Linked DNA regions of Mus musculus: all the other regions are linked to region 3. A link is a contact called in public HiCAR-type and HiChIP or PLAC-seq data. All regions are on one chromosome and are shown on one strand. Each heading gives the region's core, a stretch centred on a gene start, on an enhancer-like site or on the middle of the called end of the contact. The rest is flanking DNA. Distances are from core to core; before and after follow the strand shown. Region 1 has its middle 33 kb from the start of Gm46089. Region 2 has its middle 74 kb from the start of Tmem182. Region 3 has its middle 79 kb from the start of Gm35935.

Region 1 (2,700 bases), core at 76-2,575, 890 kb after region 3:
AAGCCTCATTCATTCCCACAGAAGAGCCGCAGTTGGGAGGGCAAGGGCATTCAAAACCTTGGGAGATAGGAGACAATAGCGGAGCGCTTGGCAGCCGCTCCTGGGCGGCGTTAGCAACGTGTACCGACGCCAGGGAGAGGATAAAACGCTGTAGTTATTTACTTGTCTCTTAGGAGCAAAAGAGTCTCTTTGCCTCTAATATAGATGCCAAATCCTCAGGACCCAAGCGAGGAAATGATGAGCTGTGCGGAGGATTGGCACGAAGTCCTGTGCTCCGAGATAGTGAGGCATTTTGCTTGAAAGCATCCGTTGTTTAAAGAGAAAACGAGAATTGTGGGATTTTGTTGTCAATCAAGGGTCAGCAGCTTCCTCTCCCACTGGACGCTCACACACAAGCCCCCCCCCCCCCAACACCCGGACCCTCCTCCCCCATCCTGCCAGAAAGCCAGGCTGTCCTGTTCCTTGGCCACCAAAGGCCAAGGCTTCCCTTGCAGAATCTCAACGCAGTTGGTAACTTCAATCTTGCCAACGCTTCCCACGTTAGTAATCACCAAATACTAAACATGACAAAAATTCAGACAAATAGGGCATCCGTCCGGTGTAACTCCGTTTGCCGAGAGCCCTCCAGAATCCGGAGCACAATAGGTCTGTGTTTATTTTTCCACCAGTAGCATAATGTGACTGATTTACAAGAGTTTCACTGGAGTGGTAATCTGACAGTGATGAAGGGGCTCCTCACTAGCGCAGTCGCTCACACTATCATATTAGTTGCCTCTAGCAAGGCAGTGTGGTCGATAATTGGAACGCTTTTATGTCTAGTGGTTCTGACAAACCTCTTCTTCAGGTCACATATGGGCGGTCTAGCTCTCTACTCAGCCCAACAGTGGCAAATACTTTAGACTGAGAAAGTATTGTTCTCTTCACATTGTAGAGCAATGGCAGTTCAAGGGAAGTGAGGCTGCGTGCCGGCTACCTGCTGGTGTGTAGTAAAATGAAATGGACATGATACCGAGCCGGGAGTACAATTAAATCTATTTTGCACCAATGTGTTGCTGGACAGATGAGTTTCCACATGACAGAACTTTATGATCTTTAAGGTAGACTGAACTAATAGATTGGTGTGGAGCGCACTGAAGTTACCAAGGACTGGAAAGCAGGCAGTGGTACATTTGAACTACAGGTTTCTCATATGCCCCGCGTCATGCTGAGTTTTTATAGCTCCTGGCTTTCAAAAAGCCTGTTTCAAAGAGGTTTGCGCTAGACTGGGCATGCAGTTTTGCTCTGCAGATATTGTCGCTGCCGATTTAGTGGAATGCAATTAGGAAGCCTAAATTAAGTGGTAATGGAGAACCAGCTCTTGAAACTGGGGTTTCCACGGCAACCGCTGCTTACAATACAGCCTTCAGTTAGTTTTCCCACTTTATCTGCAAAATGCACAATTGAGCTTTAAAACAGCTCGGTACTGAAAAACGCACTGTAAACAACTGTTTGCAATGAGAGTTTTACACTGTCTTTAAATACAACAAACCATCACATAAAATTTACTTGCCCGCACTAATAATGTGAAATCCGGTTGCGGGTCGGGTGAGGAATTTTTTTTTTAATGTGTTATTCCTCTGTCACCATCGGATTTATTTTTAAGGAGAGATGTCACGAGTCATTAGGTCGTTCAACTTTGGTCATCCCTGCACTATTTTCAGCTCCCCTGACAATCTGTGTATCCCAACAGTCCTACATTAAGACACATTTTCTCTCTCAGCACGCAGAGCATTGTCTTAAATAATTGTATAATGCTCTTTGTCAATATTCCTTTTTCTCTAACAACACTTTGTAGATGTTTCTTGTAGTTTCACCTTTATAGCATACTGTACACCTGCAAGATTTTCATATTTACTAATCTGGACTTTTCCTTTCTTCAGATGAGACCAACATTCCATCTCTCTATATATTTAAAGGTTAACCAACCAGGAAGCTCTTGTGCCATTCTAACAGACAAGACAGTTGAAATATAGCAAGAAGTAGGTGTATTTTCCACCACACAGTTCTTTGAAGTGACTATGGGGGATTTGCACCTTTGTAAAATTCATTTTCTTCTATGGTAGGGAATCTGTATTTTATTATACAGGGCTGGCACTTTTGTTTCCCTGTGTCAGGGTTATACGCATACTCCCATCAACGACCCATGCATACTTTTCTCTGCACAGGAGGAAAAAAAAATCAAATTGAGTTCTGCAAAGAGGAAAGAAGGATAGAATCAAATTTGGGGTCTCCTAGCTATAACACTCTGTTTAATTGCCAGTCTTAACAGGGTGATCACTGGAACATGTCTGGACAGAGCCAAGCAGCTGGTGGGAACTCATGAATCCGCCACAGCCCAGAAGGTAATGTTCCCCGGCAGTTTGTGTTCTCGCAAGGTTGGCGTATTATACGTGTGTTATTTTCACTGTGAGAACATGCAGAGAGAAAGGCATGGGTGGGGGTGGGGGGGGACAGAAAATGAGACAGGGGGGGGGGAGAGAAGGAGAGAGAGAGATGGAGACAGAGACAGAGAGACAGGGAAACACAGAGAGAGACAGAGAGAGAATAAGACCTGTTACTCATACGGTTCAGGTGGAAGGCTACATTCTGGTGGCAAGGGTCATATCTGTGTGTTCTGCATGTTGATGCATCAAATTCTCTGTAGCCTTGACACATGCCAGG
Region 2 (2,700 bases), core at 144-2,643, 770 kb before region 3:
CTTCGGAGCATTCTAAGCAGAAGTATGGATTTCTGATGTTCTCTTAAATGCCAGGAAGACTAGAAAATACAACTACTCGCACTGTTGAGTCATCTGGATCAGAACTGACCTCCCCACCTGTCGTGTCTTCATGTGGTCCTGGTTCTGAAGGCTTCGGTTAAGTTATCTTTTCCCTCTTTAGTTGACAAGCAATGATTTCATACACACACACACACACACACACACACACACAAACACATATGACACGGTGGGAAGGATTGTGGAATGATTAAATCAAGCTGTCTTAAATGTCTATGACGTTTTTTTACTGTTCCTGGGGACCTGTAATACATTTCCAAAATTCATTTGCACAACGGTTCTTTTATTGGAGAGCCATGAGAACATAGGTATAGACATGACTCACACAGGAAGTGGCAGGCCTCGGTGTGAATACTACAAGGAGAACTCCGTCCAGTCTCTAACCTGTCCTAGGAGGAGGGCATAGCTGCTCACGTTAGAGAGCTATGTGAGCCTACTTGACAGATTGCAAGGGCAGGCTTATCTCAGCATGGACTTCTGAAGCTGACTGAAGTCACAACACAGACGCACAAGACACTGGAGACTTGCTGATGCCTTTCTGGCAACAAACCAGGAAGAGAGAGGTGTCTGGGCCAAAGAAAGATCCACAAGGAACTTGCAAACCGGAACTGTTGTGCCAGGAAGTACTTCTTTCGTGAACCCAAAAGACCACCAAGGAGCCTTTTCCGATGTAATCACATTAGGGTCTCCTTATTGGAAACCTGAGTTTGGGCTTACACACTGCTGACCCACTGGATAGTTTGATGAAGCAGCCACGGGCTCTCATCAGGACAAAGTTTTATAGGGAAATGGGAGCAAGTGAGGGGGTGGAGGTGGGGTCCATCCTGGCAAGTATTTAATAGCATGACTATTATAAGGTGGGTGGTCTAAAGCAAGACCATGAACAATCAGTCTGATAGTACATCTGAAACAATCAGACTGATCTTTTATTAACTGTTGCTAGGAAGTAGCTAGGGAGTGACTCTGGCCAAGAACAAGATGTGGAGTCCTTCCTGGTACTTGGGTGCAGCTTGGGTTCATCTGGGGGTCAAGTTCTCAGGCTCTTTTTCTTTTTCCTTTTTCTTTTTCTTTTTCTTTTAAGATGGAGGCCAGTTCCAAGATAGAGTAGGTTTTGGCCTCTCAGAACAAGTCAAAACAAATTTATTTTGATGAAAATCAGTCATGGCGCTGGGATTGGTATCAGTCCACGGTGACAGCTAGCTATTGATGAGCCTTGTAGCTATTGACGAGCCTTGTAGCTATTGATGAGCCATGAGAAGAAAGCTATGGACCTATAGCTTTAAAAATTATAAACTCGGGCTGCAACTTTTAAAATTGCCACAAGGCGGCGCGATGTACCCATGAGGAAATCATTCCTTTGGAAAACCAGGGACATTTCAAGTCTTTTGAGCCCATTTCTAAAGATGATTGAGGTCTGGCCGAACAGGAAATAGGGCAGAAGGGAGTGTGAGGAAGAGGAGGCCAGAGAAAGAGATTTATATCCTTGGAAAGCTTCGGAAAGGTGGATGCCTCAGTGTTTACAGGGCTGTTAGGGTCTGTTTTCCCGACTGCACTAAAAGCTCAGCTTCATCCTGAGGAGAACTGAGAGGGTAGTTGTTCCTATGTGACTCTCCATGTAGCAATCCAGGCTTGGGAAAGTCTCGCCGGTTCTCCAAAGGCTCCCTTCGGAGAAGTAGAGCAGGAACTCAGGTTAGCACAGGATTAGTGAGTCTGATAAATGTTTTTCAGGTGCAGTTTTGGAGAGATCCTGAGTCTCAAGCTGTCCCTACACCAGAATGTCTGCTAAAACAAAAAACAAGACAGCCAAGAAGGAAAAAGGAGAAGTGGCGGGACACTGGCTTAAGAGAGTTCATAGGCTGCCCAGATTCTTTCCCTCAGAAACAAGATCGCTCTAAACAACAGAAAGTTCCCGGAAACATGGGGAGTTAGGACTCAAATAAGAGCTGATTTGGGGCACACACACACACACACACACACACACACACACACACACATGCTTCTCACTGGCACACTCACACACACACATGCTTCTCACTGGCCCCCACACACAAACATACACACTTCTTACTGGCCCACACACATTTCTCACTGGTGTGTGTGTGCATGTGTGCGCATGTGTGTGTGTGCGCGTGTGTGCACATGTGTGTGTGTGCGCGTGTGTGCACATGTGTGTGTGTGCGCGTGTATGTGCTCGTGTGTGCGTGTGTGTGTGTGTGTGTGTGTGTGTGCACGTGCACACACGCACCTCTCTATTTGCCACAGCATGAACTGCAGAGCTGACAATCTCCAGTTCACATTATAGTTAAGTGGTTTCTCCATCAATCTCCACAGTTAAAAATACATCACACAAATTACTATGCTGCCTGGTGAAAATCCGTGAGACTCTTGTTTTCTGCCATTTATTTCTAAAACATTTTGGCACTTTCTGCAGAAGTCGTCGCCTTCTCGGTCATGCTGGGGGCCTCTCCGTTTTAGGTTGTTATTAAGCCAAGAATCCTGGAGATCCACAGAGAAACAAACGGGGTATCAGGAAGGCCGTGCCGGGGACACAATTAACTACAGCAGGCAGACCAGGGCTCAGAGCCTGAGAGTCCTGGCCACTGGACCATGGGCTTCCTTTGA
Region 3 (2,700 bases), core at 30-2,529:
CATGTCCTGTGATAGAACTAGAAAACCCATTGTAGTATCTTTGAGTGAAACAACCTATTTCAAACTATACACATGATTATAGTTGATCCACAAAAGCTCTTTTTGACCAATCTAACAGCAAAAGCATAAATAAATAAGGAGTCCAAGCCGGCTGTTAATTTTTCTTCACCTCTGGGTAAGTATAGGGTATTGCTGGCTGTGTTACTTTTGAGGTTCAAGGGTGATTCTATGGGCCATGATTTTCAGTGTGGATAAATACAGCTGAAGAGACTGATGTGTGACCTTTACTTTCCAAACCAAGAGCATGTGTAATCTACCCACCATTAATGCAGTTAATGCCCACATCCATATGCAGGAGAGACACTGGCTCCCCTTGGCCCTGGCCCTGGGCCTAAATGTTTCAGTGAATGCTGAGCCAACAATCCACAAAGGCTCTGAACAGTCTCCGGGAGCCGCCCCAGACTTCGCGAACAAAAATACCCGTGTGTGTGAACTTGCCTCAGAAACCCTTTCCTCGTGGGTTTGGACAGCAGCATCTCAAACAATGCTTTTGTTCAGTGGAATGATAGTGCTCCCGCAGACGCTTATCAATTATTGACTGCTTTTATTATATTCTTAGAAATAAGGTGACGATAAGCAGCATTGCTAACGTATGACATCCCTTTCATTATGAATGACTGAGTGATTTCCACACATTTTAAACTCCAAATAAGGAGGTGGGGAAAGGGATGGTAAAAAGAAAGACAAACCTCATACAGATTTCACCTCACTAACGACTTAATTGGCATCACCCCCAGGGTGAAATGTCCTAACACCCCACAACCTTTTATGACAGGAAGTGAAAATTCCATATCCAATTGGAGCTACAGGGATAATTTAGGGAGGCAGAATGTAATTATCCAATTAGGAATTTAGCCAGAACAGAAAGGTTAATCCCCCTTAGTCCTTTGAAAAGAGCCCATGGGATCTTTAATGACGACAAGGGGTCAGGACCTGTGTTTTACAACTTAAGCCAAAAAAAAAAAATTATTCAGACTTCTAGCTCACTTTCTGGAAAAACGGAGGAGTTCAAATGCATCCAACTTAAGGAGTTCTCCCATATCAGAACTGATTAAAACTCACCCATTTCCTGTATTCCCTTTTCTAGGTTACAGAGTCACAATGTGAAAGTTGTCTGGGTTTCACAATGGAGATGCGGGCTTGGCTCACGACACGAGTGGCATGCCTTCCTGCACATGAGACAGAAAATGGCAGCCCTGGTGCTGACTCAGGGGTTTGGAATGTGCCATTGATGCCTGGCTTGCCTCCAGCTTCAAGCTCAGGATCTGCCAAGTTGGCAGGCTGGGGAATTCGCTGTGGCAATTTTTCAAAATGTGAAGACTCAGTCCAAGGAGAGATTTTGTTTCTACATTTTAACTACCAGGACAAGTGACAGGGTCCCCTTTGACAAAGAGTCTGGTCTAAGACAGAAGAGCCCTACTCAAAGGAGAACTGACGGCATATTTGCAAGTACCTCTTATACAAATAACATCCCTTTTGGGCATTCATTTCAGAATTCTGGCCTAAGGAAATATGAATTACAAATTTTTTGTCTGGAAAGCACAGAACACAGACTTGCTGGATGTAGCAGAGATTCGCAGGTCTTCCTATCAGACAGAGTCATGTCATGGGTATTTACAAGTGAAACATTGCTTTCCTTTGGAGCCTAGCCAATATGGGATCATGGAACAGAGCTTTTTGAATTTTCAAAGCTGATAGTGAAAGTGGACGAGGAGGGGGAGATCTATAAGCAAACAAGTACAGCTTTGCCACAAACACTTTGGTGAAACTGGAACAGTACACGGGGATGTTGTTTATTTTCTAAAAGTTCCTTTCTGTCCCAGTAGCATTATTGAATTTTTTTTATGAGAGTATCAAGATATATACACAACAAATTAGGTTATTTGTCAGAGAAGGTATTAGCAGATTTGGTTAGTTTTAGTGAATCAATAGAAATTGTGGTCTTGTTCAATGCAGAAGGATCAGGTTTTAACTACTAATAATATGTCAGATTAAAATTATCAATGATTGATATTAGAAAATGCATCAAGCTCCACCTTCATGAGAATATCTAAAAAGCTTAGCCATGTAAAATAGAATATAAACACTGTAATATTTTAGACATATTTTTACTTTTTATAAAAATTCCAAGGAGACATTTTGTGTCAGATAATTTCAGATCCCTAAATAATTCTTTCTGTAAAAAGCAGAATAAAAAGATCATTTGTACAGGGAAAGGTGAGTTGCTGTTCTTCATATGATAATAGAATAATGATTACATTTGTACCAAAAATAAGAAAATACAGTCACCAAGTGAGTGAAATGCAATAAAAAATCTGAAATGACCAGTAATAATTAAAATTAATGTTAAGGTAATTTTTGTTCCCTCTTAATGTATTTAATTTTTATCAGGTCTATTGGCACCCGAAAAGACAAAAAGATCTTAATTCCATGTATTCACGATGGTCTATTTAGACCTTTCGTGGCAAAAATTAAAAAGAAAAGACAGATCATATGATTATCAACTGTCCTCTATTCAGGAAGAAGACTGACTGAGATGTCTTATGACTTCCCGATAACCATTCAACAGTTATTAAATTTTATTAGATATTAGGAAGGAAGGATAAAACAATATCTGAGATTCCCAAGACAGATGACTTA

Evidence for each region. HiCAR-type assays count read pairs that join an accessible place to other places. HiChIP or PLAC-seq counts read pairs in DNA pulled down with a chosen protein or histone mark.
Region 1: a HiCAR-type map of astrocytes shows a contact between it and region 3, with 3 times the contacts expected there. The contact joins two enhancer-like sites. A contact is called at or near these places in 2 of 115 datasets of contacts at active chromatin or transcription factors (astrocytes and stem cell-derived neural progenitor cells) and 1 of 9 other capture datasets (embryonic tail).
Region 2: an H3K27ac HiChIP or PLAC-seq map of stem cell-derived neural progenitor cells shows a contact between it and region 3, with 6 times the contacts expected there. The contact joins two enhancer-like sites. A contact is called at or near these places in 2 of 484 Hi-C or Micro-C datasets (neural progenitor cells and stem cell-derived neural stem cells) and 2 of 115 datasets of contacts at active chromatin or transcription factors (astrocytes and stem cell-derived neural progenitor cells).

The regions. Positions count from the first base shown.
Region 1 is chr1:42,539,051-42,541,750 of GRCm38.p6, forward strand. No RefSeq gene overlaps it. Among named protein-coding and RNA genes, the nearest start is that of Gm46089, 33 kb to the right of the region's middle. Within about 2 kb of position 1,326, at least 59 of the 459 cell types and tissues checked have an H3K27ac peak or open chromatin away from gene starts, as enhancers often do. A contact at or near this core is called in astrocytes and stem cell-derived neural progenitor cells, where this site is marked.
Region 2 is chr1:40,877,843-40,880,542 of GRCm38.p6, forward strand. No RefSeq gene overlaps it. Among named protein-coding and RNA genes, the nearest start is that of Tmem182, 74 kb to the left of the region's middle. Within about 2 kb of position 1,394, at least 10 of the 459 cell types and tissues checked have an H3K27ac peak or open chromatin away from gene starts, as enhancers often do. A contact at or near this core is called in stem cell-derived neural progenitor cells, where this site is marked.
Region 3 is chr1:41,651,567-41,654,266 of GRCm38.p6, forward strand. No RefSeq gene overlaps it. Among named protein-coding and RNA genes, the nearest start is that of Gm35935, 79 kb to the left of the region's middle. Within about 2 kb of position 1,280, at least 64 of the 459 cell types and tissues checked have an H3K27ac peak or open chromatin away from gene starts, as enhancers often do. A contact at or near this core is called in astrocytes and stem cell-derived neural progenitor cells, where this site is marked.